Linked DNA regions of Mus musculus: region 1 is linked to region 2. Evidence: chromatin contacts called from public HiChIP or PLAC-seq data. All regions are on one chromosome and are shown on one strand. The core of a region is the stretch at or near the end of the contact, and the rest is flanking DNA. Distances in the headings are between cores, read along the strand shown. Region 1 overlaps Lmo7 (LIM domain only 7). Region 2 holds the start of Uchl3 (ubiquitin carboxyl-terminal esterase L3 (ubiquitin thiolesterase)).

Evidence for each region. HiChIP or PLAC-seq counts read pairs in DNA pulled down with a chosen protein or histone mark.
Region 1: a contact with region 2 is called in an H3K4me3 HiChIP or PLAC-seq map of embryonic stem cells, with 3 times the contacts expected there. The contact joins the enhancer-like site here to the promoter of Uchl3 in region 2. A contact is called at or near these places in 3 of 39 promoter capture datasets (the 3T3-L1 cell line and pre-B cells), 4 of 484 Hi-C or Micro-C datasets (the C2C12 cell line, embryonic fibroblasts and nephron progenitors), 3 of 115 datasets of contacts at active chromatin or transcription factors (embryonic stem cells and pancreatic cancer cells) and 1 of 9 other capture datasets (embryonic stem cells).

Annotation. Positions count from the first base shown.
Region 1 is chr14:101,779,126-101,783,693 of GRCm38.p6, forward strand. All of the region lies in intron 1 of Lmo7 (LIM domain only 7), which reads left to right. Among named protein-coding and RNA genes, the nearest start is that of Lmo7, 51 kb to the left of the region's middle. Within about 2 kb of position 2,251, at least 63 of the 459 cell types and tissues checked have an H3K27ac peak or open chromatin away from gene starts, as enhancers often do. A contact at or near this core is called in embryonic stem cells and pancreatic cancer cells, where this site is marked.
Region 2 is chr14:101,652,650-101,656,789 of GRCm38.p6, forward strand. It overlaps Uchl3 (ubiquitin carboxyl-terminal esterase L3 (ubiquitin thiolesterase)), which reads left to right and starts at 1,318. Exons shown (of 9, transcript NM_016723.2): 1 at 1,318-1,456; 2 at 1,559-1,570. The coding sequence starts at 1,415.

The DNA.
Region 1 (4,568 bases), core at 1,001-3,500, 130 kb after region 2:
CCCCAACCCTTCCCTCCAACAATGCCCCTGACCCTTAGTGAGGGGTTGAGCCTCATGCACCTCTCCTTCATGTATGCTGAAATGGTGATGGGCCAGTCTTGCTCAGGTCTCCTGCAGGAAACCACAGCTGCAGTGTGTTCGGGAGGGCAGTGGTCACATCGTTTGTGTCCAGAAACCACTGCTTTGTAGCACTCACCTTCAACCTCTATCTTCAGTTTTGTTTTGGGGAACAAGGCTAGCTTAGAAGTCATTGTCCCCAGCTTCCCGAGTGCTTGGATTACAGGTAGGTGCAACCATGCTTGGCTTAGACTAGGTCTTGAATGATCTCAGAAGCCCGTGTGTTAAAGATGTGCTCACCAGAGTCCTGGTGTTTGGAGAGGTCATTGGAGGTATGTTTTAGAGAGTCATTTTGGCATACTGACTCCTTCTTTTACGTTCTTTGCTTCGTGACTGTGAGGAGAGTAATTTGACATTACTATAGGCTCCTTCCTTGTTCTGCCTTGGCACACCCCAAACAACTGGGGCTCATGGGTAATGGACAAGACCATCTACAAATGGAAGCCAAAGTGAGCCTTCCCTCATTATACGTTAATCATCTATCGCTAGGATTTCACTATGGTGATGGAGCATTGATGACCATCTTGTTTGGTTTATAGAAGTTAGAGTCCACAGGTTGCAGTGTATATTCTTGTAGAAATCTCTCTGCCCATCGTGAGGATTGCCAGTGGGTTGTTTTTGTTTAGTTCTTCTCATCATGGTGGTGAGCAGTCGGGATCATTTAGTGAATGTAGTTATAATGGTGGGTCAGGTGCATGCTTAGCCTTATTATTATTATTATTATTATTATTATTATTGTATTGGAATTAGTACAGCGCACCTTAGGGTCCAACAGCATAATATTCATATTCATTATATAAACTATTATGGTTCTCATCTCTTACTGGTTTTGACTCCACAGCTTTTCAGACTTGCCGTATTGTACAAATACAGGCGAGTAAATAATGAAGGGCACTATGAGGCTTTGTGCAGCCCTGACATTTGTTCTATTTTTAGGCTATTTCTGGACTCCGGGCTTTCATCATGCCGCTATTAGGAAATTCATCAAACTTTCATATTGCCTGCGCTGGGCTCCATTGTCTGTGGCTGCCATCTGCTCCGCTCGGGGCGGCCTGATGATTATTTCATGTGCTCCTGCAACCCTCCTGTCTTCGCTGCTCTTCAGCCTCTTCAGCTTTTTCGTTCTTTGCCTCTGTTCTCTGTTCCTGGGTGTAGGAGAATTGTCACTTTTCTGAGGAGGAGGGAAACTTTAGTGAACATTGCTGTAGGTCTTTGCTCTCTCTCTGACTATTGCCAGGTTTTCCCTTGTCTCCGTCTCTCTTTTGCCTGAGCCAAATTCAAATTTTTAAGGACTTAAAAGATTTAAAAATGAATCACAATCACTTGTTGCACATGTACTGTGGTGCGTGAAGATCACCTGACACCTCATGGTGATTCCTGACTTCAGTAAACTTTTGGTCTAGGACAGAAAAGAGTGGCCTTAAGAATGATGAATTAAAGCTATTGTAATTCCCGGGTTGCTGGCTTAGTAACTCAGAGTCTCAGAAGGTGCTGGGAGGAAAGGGTTGACTCAGGAACATTGGTCTTTGTGGAGGCCGTGGAGAGAGGCCGTTTGAACTGTGGAAATGGACTAAGGAAAGCACTGAGCCTTTAGGAAGGTCAGAGTTTATGGGTCGATGTGACTTTGGGAAAGCCAAAGCAAGATGGCTATTTTTAAGGAGTACAAAGTAGAGTTTTGAAAAGTATTCAAGAGACAAAAGATTAAGGCCGAGCCATGCTTCCACCCTTCCATCCATCCATTCATCCATCCATCCATCCATCCATCCATCCATCCATCCATCCATCCATCGATTGGAGGAGCCTGTGTTCATATCTGTGCCAGGTGCAGAACCTGAGTGGGTGGGGCATGTGGCCGCGGAGCAGCGAGGAAGGGCAGAGCCTCTGAGGCTTGAGTTTAAGCAATGCAGAAAATGTAAATCCTAGGATTTCAACAGAAAGTGAGGTGTGCATGGCTCTCTGAGGACTGTTCACCCAATCGGGTTGGAGACGAGGAGTGAGGCAAGATTCTTCTAGATGACATACTCAGCTGGGAGAGTAAAGTTGAGGCAGAAGGATCCAAGGACAGGCCAGAGCTAGATGACTAACACCATTTGCCTCTGTGAGAAACATTTGTAAGGCAGGCGAACCCCGCCCCAGAGTTTGACACAAAGAGTGGTTTACGGCCAGGGTGAAGCAAATCACCCTGTTAGAGCTTTCCTGATTAACCCATGCCCTGCCGCTTCCCATCCAGTCCCACCCTGCCACAGGCCCGCCCAGTTCGGATGCATAGTCAAGCGAGGATCTGAACTGCCTGCCACATGGTAATGCTAGGCCGGGGAAGCAGATCTCTGTGTCCGTGAGCCCCAGGAAAGTCTCCTGTTGGGGGAGGGAAATTGTCAAGAGGACTGAGAAGACTCTCAGAAGTCTTAAGTTTGGCGTCTGAACACTTCTTAAGTCAGGGTTTCTTTCTGTAAAAATGCATATACATTTGTAGTCTTGAGGATTGAAGCCAGGCCTACACCTATACTTGGCTAGTGTTGTGGCATTGAGCTATCTGTCAGGCTTCTCTTAGAACTACGGAGGGTCATAGATCTACAAGTAAACTGATTCTCTACTTTAATATACAAACTTTTACGTACAAAGTGTCAAAATCTATCCGAGTGAACCAACAATGCTCCTGTGGGAACACTCTAGAAGCCTTCGTATACTTAGTAAAGGCTACAGTTTTGCAGTATTATAAAAATATTTCTCACTTTCACCAAATACAACCTTATGTTGTGTTTTAAACCTCACAATGAGCTGTTTTGTTGAAATTCTTTTTAGTAATGTGCCTGGATCCAGTCATTAATATTTAGACTCCTGCAGTACTGAGAACATACCAGACAGTGGCAGCAAAGAACAGAGACGGATTTCAGGCTTTGTTTCGTTTGTCCTCTAAGGAAGAGTACTGTGGAGGTGACAGTTTGGTGCAAATTTGTTCTCTCATAAGGAAGCCCGAAGTACCTGTTTAAAATCAAACACATACCAGAGGAATCCAGGCTTCTTGGCAGGTCCTAAGTCCTTCCCATCCAAACAGTTTGTCTTGTAGTCATATCTCAGTGACACACAGAGTCAGAGGAGAACTTCTAGGCCAGCCCAAGACATTTGAATCAGAATCTTCCAGAGAAAGGCCTACAAACTTGGCTGTGTTTCACTAACTCTGCAGACAGTGAGTCTCTACACTCAGTTAAGAGTTGACAAGTTAGTCCTTCCTATGGAGCATCATGAGTCTATGAGGTGGTGTTCACAAACCAGGCAAGGAGACAAAGGGCATCAGGAACATCCCTCCACACGGCTGTTCATCACTCAGGACCAGGCACTCTTGGTTATGACGTAATGCTGTCCGGATACTGTTCTCCATTTTCAAAGAGAACTTATAGTTCTCAGCATACTGCGTCAGCGTTGCTAAGGGAGGTCACTGGGTTTCCTGAAGAAGGATTCCTAAGGCCATCAGTATTTGGGGAAGAAACCCAATTAATCAATGTCTATGGGTTAAGTATACGGTACATTATATGTCTTAAGTAAGCTCCAAAATGGTGTTTAAAAATTATTCTCTACCTTTTAAACAAATCACCCTAGTAAGTACAAATAAAACTAGTTCTTGGTCAAGGATATTTTAAATTAGTAAGTTAAACTTTTGAGGTGAACTGGAAACGTGATTGAGATCTCCTAAGGCTCAGAAAGAGTCTAAAGGAAAGAGCTTAGCATCTGAGTTGCTTGAGGAAGGGATTTCTTAGTAGTCCTGTAGTTGGAAGTGTGGCTCACTCACAGAAGACAGCTAGTGGAAGTTTGTATACCCAAGAGCTGGGGCCCCATTTGTTATACTTTTAGGTATGTTTTAGATCTCGTGTGTTGAAAACTAACAAAGGAAGTTATGGAAAAGATAATAAATGGACTGCAGAGATCTTAATTCTGTGGAATTGTTACCCACAATGCAAAGGAGACACATCATGACCTTTTTTGTCGGGCTTCTTTCCTTCTGCCTATTTCCAAGAATCATCCATGCTGTATCGTGTATCAGCACTTCAATATTTCACTATATGGTTTTAATTGTAGTCAATTTATTCATTGATTGATTGATAAGCTTTTAGGTGGCACCCACTTCTTTTGCTTAACATGAGCAAGGCTAAATAAATATAAATGTTTGTGTCTGAGATTTCATGTGGAAAAAAGGTTTTCATTTTCTTTGAGATCAAAGTAGGGATAGAATTGTAACTCTCTCCTTGCTTCCTGGAATTCCTTGTTGAGTTGGTTACTGGGAGCTTGACAAGTAGATTCCTGAAGAACTGTGTCACTGTTGATCAGTGCCACAGACAACCTTAGGAGTAGACATCCATGAAGAGTCGTTGAGTGGGATGTTTATGTCACAGACATACGAACTCCGTCTCTCGATGCCAAACTTACACTGAAGAGTGAATTGTATCATTGTCACC
Region 2 (4,140 bases), core at 68-2,567:
CCCCTGGCACCCCAAACAGCCCCAGTAGAGACTGAGACTATAGCAAGCACCACAAGAGATCAGGCAACTGCAGCTAACCGATCATGAGCCCAGCATTGCCAGATTTACCAAGTCATGAGGTTGGACAGATATGGCATCAAGCCATCAGACAAATAGGGAGGAGTCAAGGGATTACAAGAGTCACCGGGTTATAAAAATAATAGCCAGAGCATGCGTGGGAGAGTTGGAAATTTCCCAAGAAGGACAAATTCAGCATAATAATATTTTTCTCACTTCTTAACTAACCTTTCCCTGAAATCCTTCTCTTCGATACAGAATAGTAATATATATCAGATCAAATTTCTGGAGTCCTGCCATGACTCTTGGTTCCTACATATCAAAAGGATTGCTCCTTGAAATATCTTCTGCTTCTCTGTCTTCATAAATGTTACCTTGTGTCAACTTTCCTGTTTTTGCATTTCCCCACATAACTGACAGATGGTATTTCTGCATACATGATTATTCCACTTCTCTCTCCTTTGTGACACTGAGATTGGGCCCAGGGCCTCAAGCATGCTAGACAAGTGCTCTACCATTTCTCAAATAGCCCTTGAGAAATCTCCTATGTACTAGCCATTGAGTTAAACCCTGAAAAACAAACAAACAAACAAACAAACAAACAAAATCATTACATTTGTCATCCTGAAATTTAGTGGGATGGCGAATGGATTTCAAAATGCTGTTTAAAGTCCTTCAGTTTGTACCAAACAGTACATTGCCTGATTTCCTCTTTGTAGTGGCTCCATATTGTTTCTCAAGCAGAACTGAGTATCTATCTACCTATCACCTATATCCACCATTTACCTATTACCTGTATCTCGGGCAGTGCAATAACAGATAAGGCCAACATATCATTCCAGTATCCTCACAAAGGAGCAGGAAGACCATGATTCCAAGGAGTCAACCCCTCTGGCTTGGCTGCCTTAAGGCTAGCAAACCGGTCCCACTCTCACAGAGTAGGAATCCATGACGCGCCCCCTAGAGCTTCTGGTTGGCATTGCAAGAAGGTGAGGTTGCCTGCGAGCACGCGGCCCGGTGGCGCATGCGTAGAACTCGGGAGCTCGCTCGGGGGAAGGGAGAGTCCAAGTGTGAGGGGAGTTCACCGTTGATCAAAGCTTCTTTTTCTCATGAACTAGGACATGGCTCAGGCTTATCAGTTTAATTTGCCTTTTAACTTCATTAGTAACTCCAGGGCTGAGTCTCCGTAGGGAGAGATCAAGCGTCTTGGGGGTCGTGGAAGTCCATTCGTTGGTTTCCCCCTCGGGGCGGCGTTTGGATGGTGCCGGCCGGAGCGCGCGGGGGCGGAAGCGGCGGCGGCGGCGGCTGCGGCGGTGGTGGCGGCTGTCAGAGCTGGAGAGCGGCCGGCGGAGCAGTCATGGAGGGTCAACGCTGGCTGCCGCTGGAGGCCAACCCTGAGGTGAGCGCGGCCGGGTTCCGCAGCCAGGGCCTGAGCGGGTCGGGAGGCCGGCGCCAGCCCGCATGCGCGCGTCGCTAAACCCTCTTCTGTGTCTCGTTTCAGGTCACCAACCAGGTGAGTGCGGTCGGTGCCTGTCACCCCGGACCCCGGAGTCCTTCCCGCCTTCCCCGCCAGCCTCCCCGCTGGCCTTCACCTCTGCATCCCCAAGGATCCAGGGATCTCATCCCGGGCGGGCAGGCGGCCCCAGGCTGCGGCTGTGGGCGGCTCCGCCCCTCTCGGGCCACCACCTGGCTCGGGGAGATGCCGGTGCAGCGAGCGTCCTCTGTCCCTCCGTCGGACCCCGCGTCGCCGGCGCTGCCTGGGGCACCCGGGGTCTGAGGTTTGGTAGCCCCTCGCCTGGTATCCCCACCCCGTGCCTTTCCCCATCTTGGTTCGTCTCCTTGCCGTTGCGGGTTCCATCCTGTTCCTTGACCCTGTCCCTTCTAAGGTGACTAATTTGCCAACACTTCCTGACTCCCGGCTTTGTAAACTTGCCCACCCAGTTCTGGTAATTCCATCCACCTCCTGTACAATGAAATCACCTTTCAGTCATCTCTTGCCCCATCGAGGTCCTTCTCTTCCCTGCCACGCCCCCTTTCTCTCCCCGTCTTTCGAAGGTGGACCTGGTCCTTGCCTCCTGTACCACACAAAGCCCGGTTTAATGGTTGTCCTGCAATGCGTAGCCACCTGCTACTCTTAAAAGGGAGTTTGTTTTGGATACTGAAGGTTGGGGCTTGGGATGCCTTTCAGACCCCAAATTAGGTGGTGGAATGCATATATATATATATATATATTTGCACAGATATGTATTAATTAGCCTTTTTTTCTGCTCTCAGATTTAGTTCACCTTTAACAGTTCTCTTAGTTTGTTATATAGTTTTCTTCCTTTTCTTCCATCTTTCTTCTCATAACCGAAGGATAAAGATCTATTATCAACGTTTAAAAATGCTTTTTTGAGACCAGACATCGTGGTACATGTCTGCCAGTATCAGCGTGTGGGAGGCTGAGGTAAAGAGGATTTTGAGTTCCAGCCCAGCCTGAATTGAAATGCTGCCTAAAAACCTGCTCCCTTCCTCCAATTATTATTATTATTATTGTTATTTTTAACGGTTTTTTTAAAAGCATTTTAGCAAATTCTTTGTATAAAACACACAGGCTTTATGTTAGAGGTGACATCCTTTGTCTTTTGGAATTTTTGAAAGTGTTTTCATTTATTTTGTTTCATTTATTGTTTCATTGATTTCGGGTGGAGGTCAGAGGACAACTTTCTAGATTCAGTTCTCTCAGTCCCTCAGGTGGGTCCTTGGGATTAAACACAGGTCTTCTGTATTTGCTGGTGGGAGGAGCCTTGACTCACTGGCCTGACTCCCTGTAGCTTATGTGGGTTTGTTATATATTTTTGTTAGCATCAGTTCCTATCTTCTTAGTAAGGTGAACTGTGTAAAGTTTAAAAGCCAGCACTTCCCCGTTGCCTTGCTGTTCACAGCACCCTTTCTGGAAGAGGCCAAATTCCTTTTGTTCTTGACTTTGAAATTTGCTCATCTCTTTCCCTAGTGCATTTTATTTTGTCAAGAGAAAAATCTCAAAGAATTTCCAACTTCTGTGCATAAGAAGAAGTGTGTATTTGAGCTGTAAAGCAAAGTGATTTTTACACTTTAGCGATAGCAATTTACTATATATGTGATAGCTTTCGCTCCATTGATCTGTCTGTTCCTCTTTCGGTTATCGTTCTCTTTGTTGTGGCTTTATAAGTCCTCAAATTGTATGAAGCCAGCATTGTACCTTTTCTGAATTGTTTAGGCTTTTCTAATTGCTTTACCTTCCAAATAAATTTTAGAATGCTTGTCAATCTGTACAGAAACTTGATTGGTGAATGTGGCAATTGGATAGACATATTCTGAGGGGTGTGTCTTTACTACAGTGGATCTTGTCATCTTTGACCAAGGTGGATCATCACTTAATTAGGTCTTTGATTTCTCCATCGGTGTTTGATAGTTTGAGCACATAGCTCTTGGGAAAAAGATTATTGGATACCTACAAATTTGATGATTTGAGGCGCTCTTGTAAATGGTATTGCTTTAAAAGTTCATTCTTGAGTTCTTTGCTATGTATTGAATGCAGTTTAAAGATCTGCCCACATCCTCAACTAAGTTCAGGGAGTAGCTGCACTGCACCTCAGTGTATCTGGCATCTTCTCGGTGGGTCTGGAGTAGCTGCACTGTGCCTCAGTGTATCTGGCATCTTCTCGGTGGGTCTGGAGTAGCTGCACTGCACCTCAGTGTATCTGGCATCTTCTCGGTGGGTCTGCACCTCAGTGTATCTGACATCTTCTCGGTGGGTCTGGAGGGTTTCCTGATCAGACAGACAGACAGACAGACGTGTTCTCTGCAGTCACGTGCTCAGTCCCAGACTAACCACCTTTATCTCGTTTTCCTGTCTTAGTTCACGTGGTAATGTCTTAACTATGGCTTCGGAGTGCTGGTTTCTGCTTAGCTGGGGAAGCTTAGACTCCTTCATTCTAAAGTTAGGCGCTTACAGAGGTCTTGGAGAGGCTTTCCCTCAGCTAAATAAGTTCCACTTTTTCCTAACTTGTAAAGATTTTTATTAATTAATGTTCAAATTCCTCAAGTGATTTTCTAAAAAAG